2 separate regions of the Mus musculus genome follow, and region 2 is linked to region 1. A link is a contact called in public HiChIP or PLAC-seq data. All regions are on one chromosome and are shown on one strand. The core of a region is the stretch at or near the end of the contact, and the rest is flanking DNA. Distances in the headings are between cores, read along the strand shown. Region 1 has its middle 36 kb from the start of Ddx6. Region 2 holds the start of Arcn1 (archain 1).

Region 1 (3,696 bases), core at 700-3,199:
TATAGAATCTTTATGTATCCACTTTATCCAGAAAGTTCTTTCCATATCCTGAACAGCAGAGCCATGTAAGCTAAGAGCCAGGAAAGCTATAGACTCTAGAGTAATTGGTCAGATTTATATATAGAATATATCAAGAGCTCCACTAAAAAAAATAATAAAATAAATGAACTTGAACGGTTCACAAAAGAGGAAACATATTGTGCTAAAAGACACGTGGGAAAAAGTTCTACTTCAGTAGTAACAAAAGCAATGCAAATTTTAAAAAACCCAGGTACCACTTTCATCTATACAACTTGTACAAAAATTTTAAAAAGAAGAAAGAAAAATGAATATCCAGTAGCAGGAAGCATGAAGCCCAGTGACCTTCCTCATGCAGTGCAGTGGTCTTCCTCATGCAGCCCAGTGACCTTCCTCATGCAGTGCAGTGACCTTCCTCATGCAGTGTAGTGGTCTTCCTCATGCAGCCCAGTGACCTTCCTCATGCAGTGCAGTGACCTTCCTCATGCAACAGTGACCTTCCTCATGCAGCGCACCTCTGTGAGTTTGAGGCCAGCCTGGTCTACATAGTAAACTGTCTCAAAAGAAAAATAAAAGTGGACCCTGGAAGGAAACTCAGGTCTCCAGCTGTGGAGACATGTTTATCCATGAGCTCTCTCATCCCCTCTCAAGGATCCCCATATCATGAGAAAATGCTGCTTTTGTTGTTTGTTTGTTTTGTTTTGTTTTGTTTTGTTTTTTTGAGATAGGGTGTCACTATGTAGCACTTGGCTGGCCTGGAACTCACAACACAGATCAGGCTGTCTTCAAATTCATGGAGATCCACCTGTCTCTATCTCCAGGTACTGGGACTGAAGAAATGTGCCATCCTAGCCACCGAGAAAATATTTTTTATAAAAAGATTCATTACTTTTTTAAACCATGCATATGTGGAGAGATATGCACATATGTGTCTGGGTGTTTATGGAAGCCAGAAGAAGGTGTCAGATCTCCTGGAGGAGGAATTACCGTTGCTCACGAACCTTTGCTGTGGAGGCGTGAACTGAACCCCGTCCATCCTCTGAAAGAATAGTGAGTTGTCTTAACCTCTAGGCCAGTCTCCAAGCCCACGAAGAAGCTTATAAACAGCATTAAGCAAAACCAAACAAACAAACAAACAAAAGCCCCACCAACAGTTATACAAAGCTCATATCAAAAACAACAGGAAAAGAAGGCAACTGAGCTTGATCTGTTGTTCATTGGTTTGGTTTTGAGACAGGTTTTACTCTGTATCCCAGGCTAGTCTGGAATTCATTATATAGCCTAGGCTATCTTCAAGCTCTTGGCAATCCTCCTACCACAGACTGCCAAGTGTTAGACTACAGGCATGTACCACTGTATCATGTCTGGATGACAAGGGTGCATCACCATGCCATGGCAGGCTTTATTGTTATTGTTTAACATTATTCTTTCAAATTTAAAAATAGCTATTTCAAGTATATGAGCCTTTTACCTGCACTTGTGTACCTGGTGCCTGCAGCGGTCACCAGGTCTTCACTGTTGCTGCTGTTTGTTTGTTTGTTTGTTTCAAGATAGAGTTTCTCCATGTAGCTCTGGTTGTCCTGGAACTCGCTCTGTAGACCAGGCTGACTTCGAACTCAGAGAGCTCTCTGCCTCTTTCTCCCAAGTGCTGGGAATAAAGTCATTCATCACCACAGCCTGCCTAAAAGTAACTTTTAAAAAAAATCGCTGTCCTTTTTCCTGTCTGTAGATTAATATAATGAAGTCCTCTTTTTGATTTGGACCAAGAGTTAAATCTTAGGATAACAGTTAAACTTGTCATTCCTGCCCAGTAAGGCCCCACACTCTGGCCTGGGTTGCTGTGTCTTTCTTTAGATCCCCTGTGAAGAGCTTTCTCTATTGACAACCATGGAGAGTCAGGTGGGGTTTCATTCAGGCTGCGAGGAGGAACGATAACCCCAGAAACAATAAAAACAAACTCACTGTTGCTATGAACTTCTAGCACCAGTTCACAAATAATACAAAAGCACCCTCCCCCCCCCGCCCCTCCCTCCCGCACCTCCCCAACTTCCGGTCCTGTCTGATGAGGGAGAGGAAAGTCAGTAAACCCAAAAGTGCCAGAAGAGGATTGTGCCGTGACAAACAGGGAAAGGACCGAAGGAACAGGCCTGAAGGCTCACGGGGACCTAACAGATCTAGCGGAGGCACCAGTGAGGTGGCTGGCCTAAGGGAAGCCTCTAAAGGGAGCTCCTAATGAATTTAAAGACAGGTAAAGGTTAAATGGCAAATAGCGGTTAGAATTCTGAGCACACTAAAAAGCATGACCAACATTAAAATATTACATAGCTTTCCTTTTAGTCCAGTGTGTGTGTGGTGAGTTTGAGGAAGTAAAGAGGGCTGATATTTCGAGGAGTGATGTCAGCTGAGAGTAGAAAGTGAGACGGAGGTTACGTAAGTGGTCAGGAGCTGGTGCAGCCAGTAACACTCATACCCTGTCAGCATGAGGGCCTGAGTCCAGGCTCAGCGCCCACACAAATGCCAGGCTGTAGAGAGAGAATATAAAAAAAAATAGCTCAATGCCAGCCTTTGTCTTCCACTGGTGTTCACATGCCTAAACACACACACACACACACACACACACACACACACACACACACACACACGACACAGACATAACTTGCAAAAGTTAGGTCATATTAAGGGGAGTGTCACCCAGCTAGGCTCATAAGGGGAATGTCACCCAGCTAGGCTGGCTTTGTTGCACTGGGAAAGGAACCCAGAGCCTGTGCCCGCCAGACAGGTGGCCTACTACTGAATGGCATCCCAGCCTGGGTCCCCATGTCCCTGAAGGAATTTGGGTAAGGGTGTAAACATCTGTATTTTCCCTTGTAGGGACTTTTACCCAGATATGTGAGGATCTAAGAAGAAATAGAAAAAGAAAGAATCGTTACCATAAACAATTTTAAACAAATACAAGAGAAGTCGCAATACAATTATGGCCTGGCACGCGCTTGTCACCAGAAGAACAAAAGCAAAAGTATAACTTTAACACACTAAATATTCAGAGAATTTCCCTTCCTTCAACTTTTTAATTAATTAATTAGGATGGGGTCTTTCTACATAGTCCTGACTGTCCTGAAACTTACTACATAGACTAGGTTGGCCTTGAACTCATAGAGATCCACCTGCCTTGGTCTCCCTAGTGCTGGGATTAAAGGTGTGCACCACCATGGCCAGCTGTGTTAATATTCTTAAATCCAGGGCTCTGTGGCTTTCGTTTTATTTTACTTTTCAGGGTTTTTGTTTCTTTGTTGTTTTGTTTTGTTTTCAGACAGGGTCAGACCAGCCTTGAATTTAAGTTCTCTGTGTCTCTGGCTCCTAGCCCTGGGTACTGTCTCAGGCTCTATCTTTGCTTTATTACAGGAGGCCCAGAGTCAAAGGAGATATTTTTCATTTGCACGGTCAGCAGGTGACTCGCTAAGAACACGTTCAACTGCCCCTCAGTTCCAGCAGTAGTGTACCCTGTACCCATTGCTTCACAGAGAGGCCCAGTGGCTTGGTAAAGTTTGCTCTCTAGTTTGACTGTTGGAATTGATGTTATTTTTGTAAATTGACATTTTTTTTGGTCAGTTTCTAATTTCACAGTGGTGTTTGACATCACTTTTCTCGTCTCCTCTCTTCCCATTTGCTCTGCAAGAG
Region 2 (3,837 bases), core at 53-2,552, 200 kb before region 1:
AGGACACTTGTGAACATACATTTTCTTTTCTTTCTTTTTTGAGGCAGGAGAAAACCAAATCTGCAAGAGCAATATAGGATTTTAACTGCTGAGCTATCTCTCAGGACCCTAAAACAAACAAACAAACAAACAAACAAAAAACCCCAGCCCTTTGAAGTATACAGTTCAGGACTGGAGAGGGGGTTCAGCAGTCAAGAGTATCCGTTGCTGTTTCAAAAAGCCCCAGTTCGATTCCCAGCACCCATATCAGGCAGCGCCTGCATTCGCAGGCACATGTCTGAACACACATAGGATTTAAAAATAAAATAATTACATATTGAAGATAAACCGTACAGTTCAGTGGCTTTCAGGATATCTGCCTCTGGGTAATTCCATGGCACTTACATTCCAAACATAATGCACTAGCCGCTATGTCCTAGTCTTCTGGAACTCCGATAAATCACTTATAAGCTTTCTAATTTCACAGATATCCCTGGTTTAGTCATTGCAAACAAATAGTGGCCTTTGCATCTGTTTCTTTACACCTGTTTTCAAGGCTAATCTATGTTGTATGTGTCAGTATTTTATTAGTGCTTTGCTTCTCAAGACAGGGTTTCTCTGTGTAGCTCTCTCTGGCTATCCCAGACTTGTTTTGTAGACCAGGCTGGCTTCAAATTTACAGAGATCGTCCTGCCCCTGGCTCCCGAGTACTGGGATTAAAGGCGTGTGCCCGGCTGGACAATTTTTGGTCTTCCTCCTCAGTTTCCTAATTTACCTGGAATTGATTACAGGTGAGGGGACACCATGCCGGCTTTATTACGGGAGTTCTAGACGTTATGTATTCAGGATACTAGTTCCTCATGGTCACAGATTATTTTATATATTCCATTGAGTGTTTTTACGAACTTTAAGAAGCAGCACCAAGGGCTGGTGAGATGGCTCAGTGGGTAAGAGCACCCGACTGCTCTTCCGAAGGTCCGGAGTTCAAATCCCAGCAACCACATGGTGGCTCACAACCATCCGTAACGAGATCTGACTCCCTCTTCTGGAGTGTCTGAAGACAGCTACAGTGTACTTACATATAATAATAAATAAATCTTTAAAAAAAAAAAAAAAAAAAAAAAAAAAAGAAGCAGCACCAAATAAACGCAGGCGAAGAGAAAGAAAGGACAGAGGAATGACGCTCCACAATTCTAGCCAAACCTGCAAATCCTGGGCTAACAGGGGTCTGAGTTTCCTGGCTTCGGAGCTTACTGGCCCCGCCCCCCGCCCTTTGACCCGCGCCGTTTCCGGTTGGAGACGTGGCTTGGGGCCGCCATCTTGGCAAGAGGCGAAGCGGCGGAGGCTCCTGTCAGGGGCGGCAGGTCCGGAGCGGCCAGAGCTCCGCGTCTCTGGGCAGCAGCCCGAGTCCCCGCAGAGCCAGAGCGCGGCGCAGCGCGCCCCACCTGCGGCCTCACCATGGTAAGCGCCGAGCCGGGTTCCCTCGCCACGTCCTCGCCGGCTGGGCCGGGACCGCAGGAGCCGCGCCCGGAGCCCTGCTGTCGGCCCAGGCTTGGCACGGCCTCCCGGAGTCCTAGAGCGAAAGCTGCCGCGCCCACCTAGCCTCCGCCGGCAGCGCCGCCACGTCCGCCCGCCCGCCACTCGGGCTGGTGGTTGTCGCGCGGGTCTTCCGTCCTCAGGTCCCGCCGGTTCCCTGCGAGCTCCGGAACCGCAGGGCTGGAGGCTGGGCCTGTCCGCCGCTTTTCGTCCTCTTGTCACCACGCCTCAAAGCTTTTCTTCTCCCTCCTCCACCTCTTAATTGAAAGGGGGAAGTAGAGGCAGTGCGGAAATGGTAACTTCGGGCGCCCGTTTGAGGGACCCCGGTGTCCCCGTAGCTACCCTGTGCTAGGGTAGCGCGTACGTGTCTTTGGCAGCGAGGCTGGTGCAGAGTGTATATAGAACGTAGAGAAACGGAGTGACAGCACAGGGTTTCTGTCTTTAAGGGACCGACCGTTTTGGTGGAGTGACAGGAGTGTGGCTTACTGTAATCACAGCTGTTATGTGGAATAGGAGAGGTGGGCTGTGCTTGGGGACTCTGATGCCAGCGGAGCTTATTTCTCTATGAACTCATCTGTTACCAAGATAGGAGAGGTTATTTGTAGGTGAGGGTAGGAGAAAGCAGAATTAACTCCACCAGATCCTCCTTAATCGACTGAAATCTGAATATTCGGGAATAAGAGGAGATCCTTAGATCTAGTAACTTTTGAAGAATTTTTAAAGGTGCTTTGAAAGCATACCTAAGTAACATGACTGACTCTCTTGGTACTTGTCCTATTAAGTTCTACTAACAACTCTTTTGATAAGAATTTGGTTAGAGGAGAAATTCATGTTTGGTCTTTAAACCACAGAAAGTTTCTTTTCCAGCCTCAGGTGTATAAAATTTACATCAAGTAGGCTTGCCTCCCAAAATTTGGTATTAGACATAAAATTTCCAAAACCTCATATACCGACCCTGAGCCCCAATTCCATGAGTTGATGTTGTTGTTGTTATTGTGTATGTTTTTTCTTTTATATTTTAAGATGTTTTTATTTTATGTATATGAAGTTGTGTGTCTGTGCAATACCTGAAGATGGTATTGGATTCCCTAGAACTATAGTTATGGACACTTATCAGCCTCCCTGTGGTACAGGGATTCTAACCTACGTCCTATGCAAGAACAAGAAGTACTCTTAACTGCTGAGCCATACCTCTAGCCTCCATTTTTTTTAGTTTTAGAGAAAAGGTTTCTCACTATGCTGACCTGGCTGTTCTGAAACTCATTCTATTGACCAGGCTTCCCATCACTAGAATTAAAGGTGTGCACCTACTCTTTTACGTTTTAGGGAGTGTTCATAGTTTATGTTAGAGTGTGTAATTTTAAAACTAACATTAGAACCTTATGGAAACAAAAGTCCAGATAACCTTTACCAAAATCTAGTTTGTTAAAATGTTCTTGGAACTTTTAATATTTTAAATTCGTTGATAATGGAGGAATATGTCAGACTTGGTGGTACATGTCTTTAATTCCAGCACTAGGGAGGCAGAGGCAGGCAGATATTTGAGTTTAAGGCCACCTTGGTCTACAGATTGAATTCCAAGACAGCCAGGGGTACACAGGGAAACCCTGTCTCAAAACAAAATGAAAGATTGTTGTGAAACAGTAAAGCTCTAGGTATTCCATGGTAATGTGTGTATACATATACATGTGTGCATATATGTGTAAACTTTTGTATGTGTGCATACAAATATTTTTGTTTGTCCTTTTGATGTGAATACATATTCATATAGCTGTGTCCTATATTTCCGAATACAATACGACACTTAGCATGATCCAGATACGTACAGACTCCTGTGTCATGGAGAGCAGTTATCTCAGCATATTCTACTCTGTCAAGTCAGAGGCCTGCTTGGTAGTACTTCTGTATGTTTTTGGGCCCTACTTAATTACAGAAAAATCACTGTACCATAGAGTTATATCAAGTGGGGTGAAATTTTGATCTTTAAGGTTGCATCAAAATTTCTCATAGTTTTTCCTCAACTTTTTTTTTTTTTTGGTTTTTCGAGACAGGGTTTCTCTGTATAGCCCTGGCTGTCCTGGAACTCACTTTGTAGACCAGGCTGTCCTCAAACTCAGAAATCTACCTGCCTCTGCCTCCCGAGTGCTGGGATTAATACAAGATTTCCCAACATTTAGAACATTTCACAGACCCCTATAGGGAACAGTCCTGTAACTACCAACTAGTTTCTCTTAAAATTTCATTATAATTATTTTATCACACACCTAAATCATTCATCCATTTCTTTCTATCTTTTAAAAACATATTTCAGAATAAGCTACA

What was found. HiChIP or PLAC-seq counts read pairs in DNA pulled down with a chosen protein or histone mark.
Region 2: an H3K27ac HiChIP or PLAC-seq map of microglia shows a contact between it and region 1, with 5 times the contacts expected there. The contact joins the promoter of Arcn1 here to the enhancer-like site in region 1. A contact is called at or near these places in 4 of 115 datasets of contacts at active chromatin or transcription factors (CD8 T cells, bone marrow-derived macrophages, effector CD8 T cells and 1 more) and 3 of 9 other capture datasets (adipose tissue, liver and pancreatic islet).

What each region holds. Positions count from the first base shown.
Region 1 is chr9:44,566,549-44,570,244 of GRCm38.p6, reverse strand. No RefSeq gene overlaps it. Among named protein-coding and RNA genes, the nearest start is that of Ddx6, 36 kb to the left of the region's middle. Within about 2 kb of position 1,949, at least 172 of the 459 cell types and tissues checked have an H3K27ac peak or open chromatin away from gene starts, as enhancers often do. A contact at or near this core is called in CD8 T cells, adipose tissue, bone marrow-derived macrophages and 2 more, where this site is marked.
Region 2 is chr9:44,765,273-44,769,109 of GRCm38.p6, reverse strand. It overlaps Arcn1 (archain 1), which reads left to right and starts at 1,302. Exons shown (of 10, transcript NM_145985.4): 1 at 1,302-1,440. The coding sequence starts at 1,438.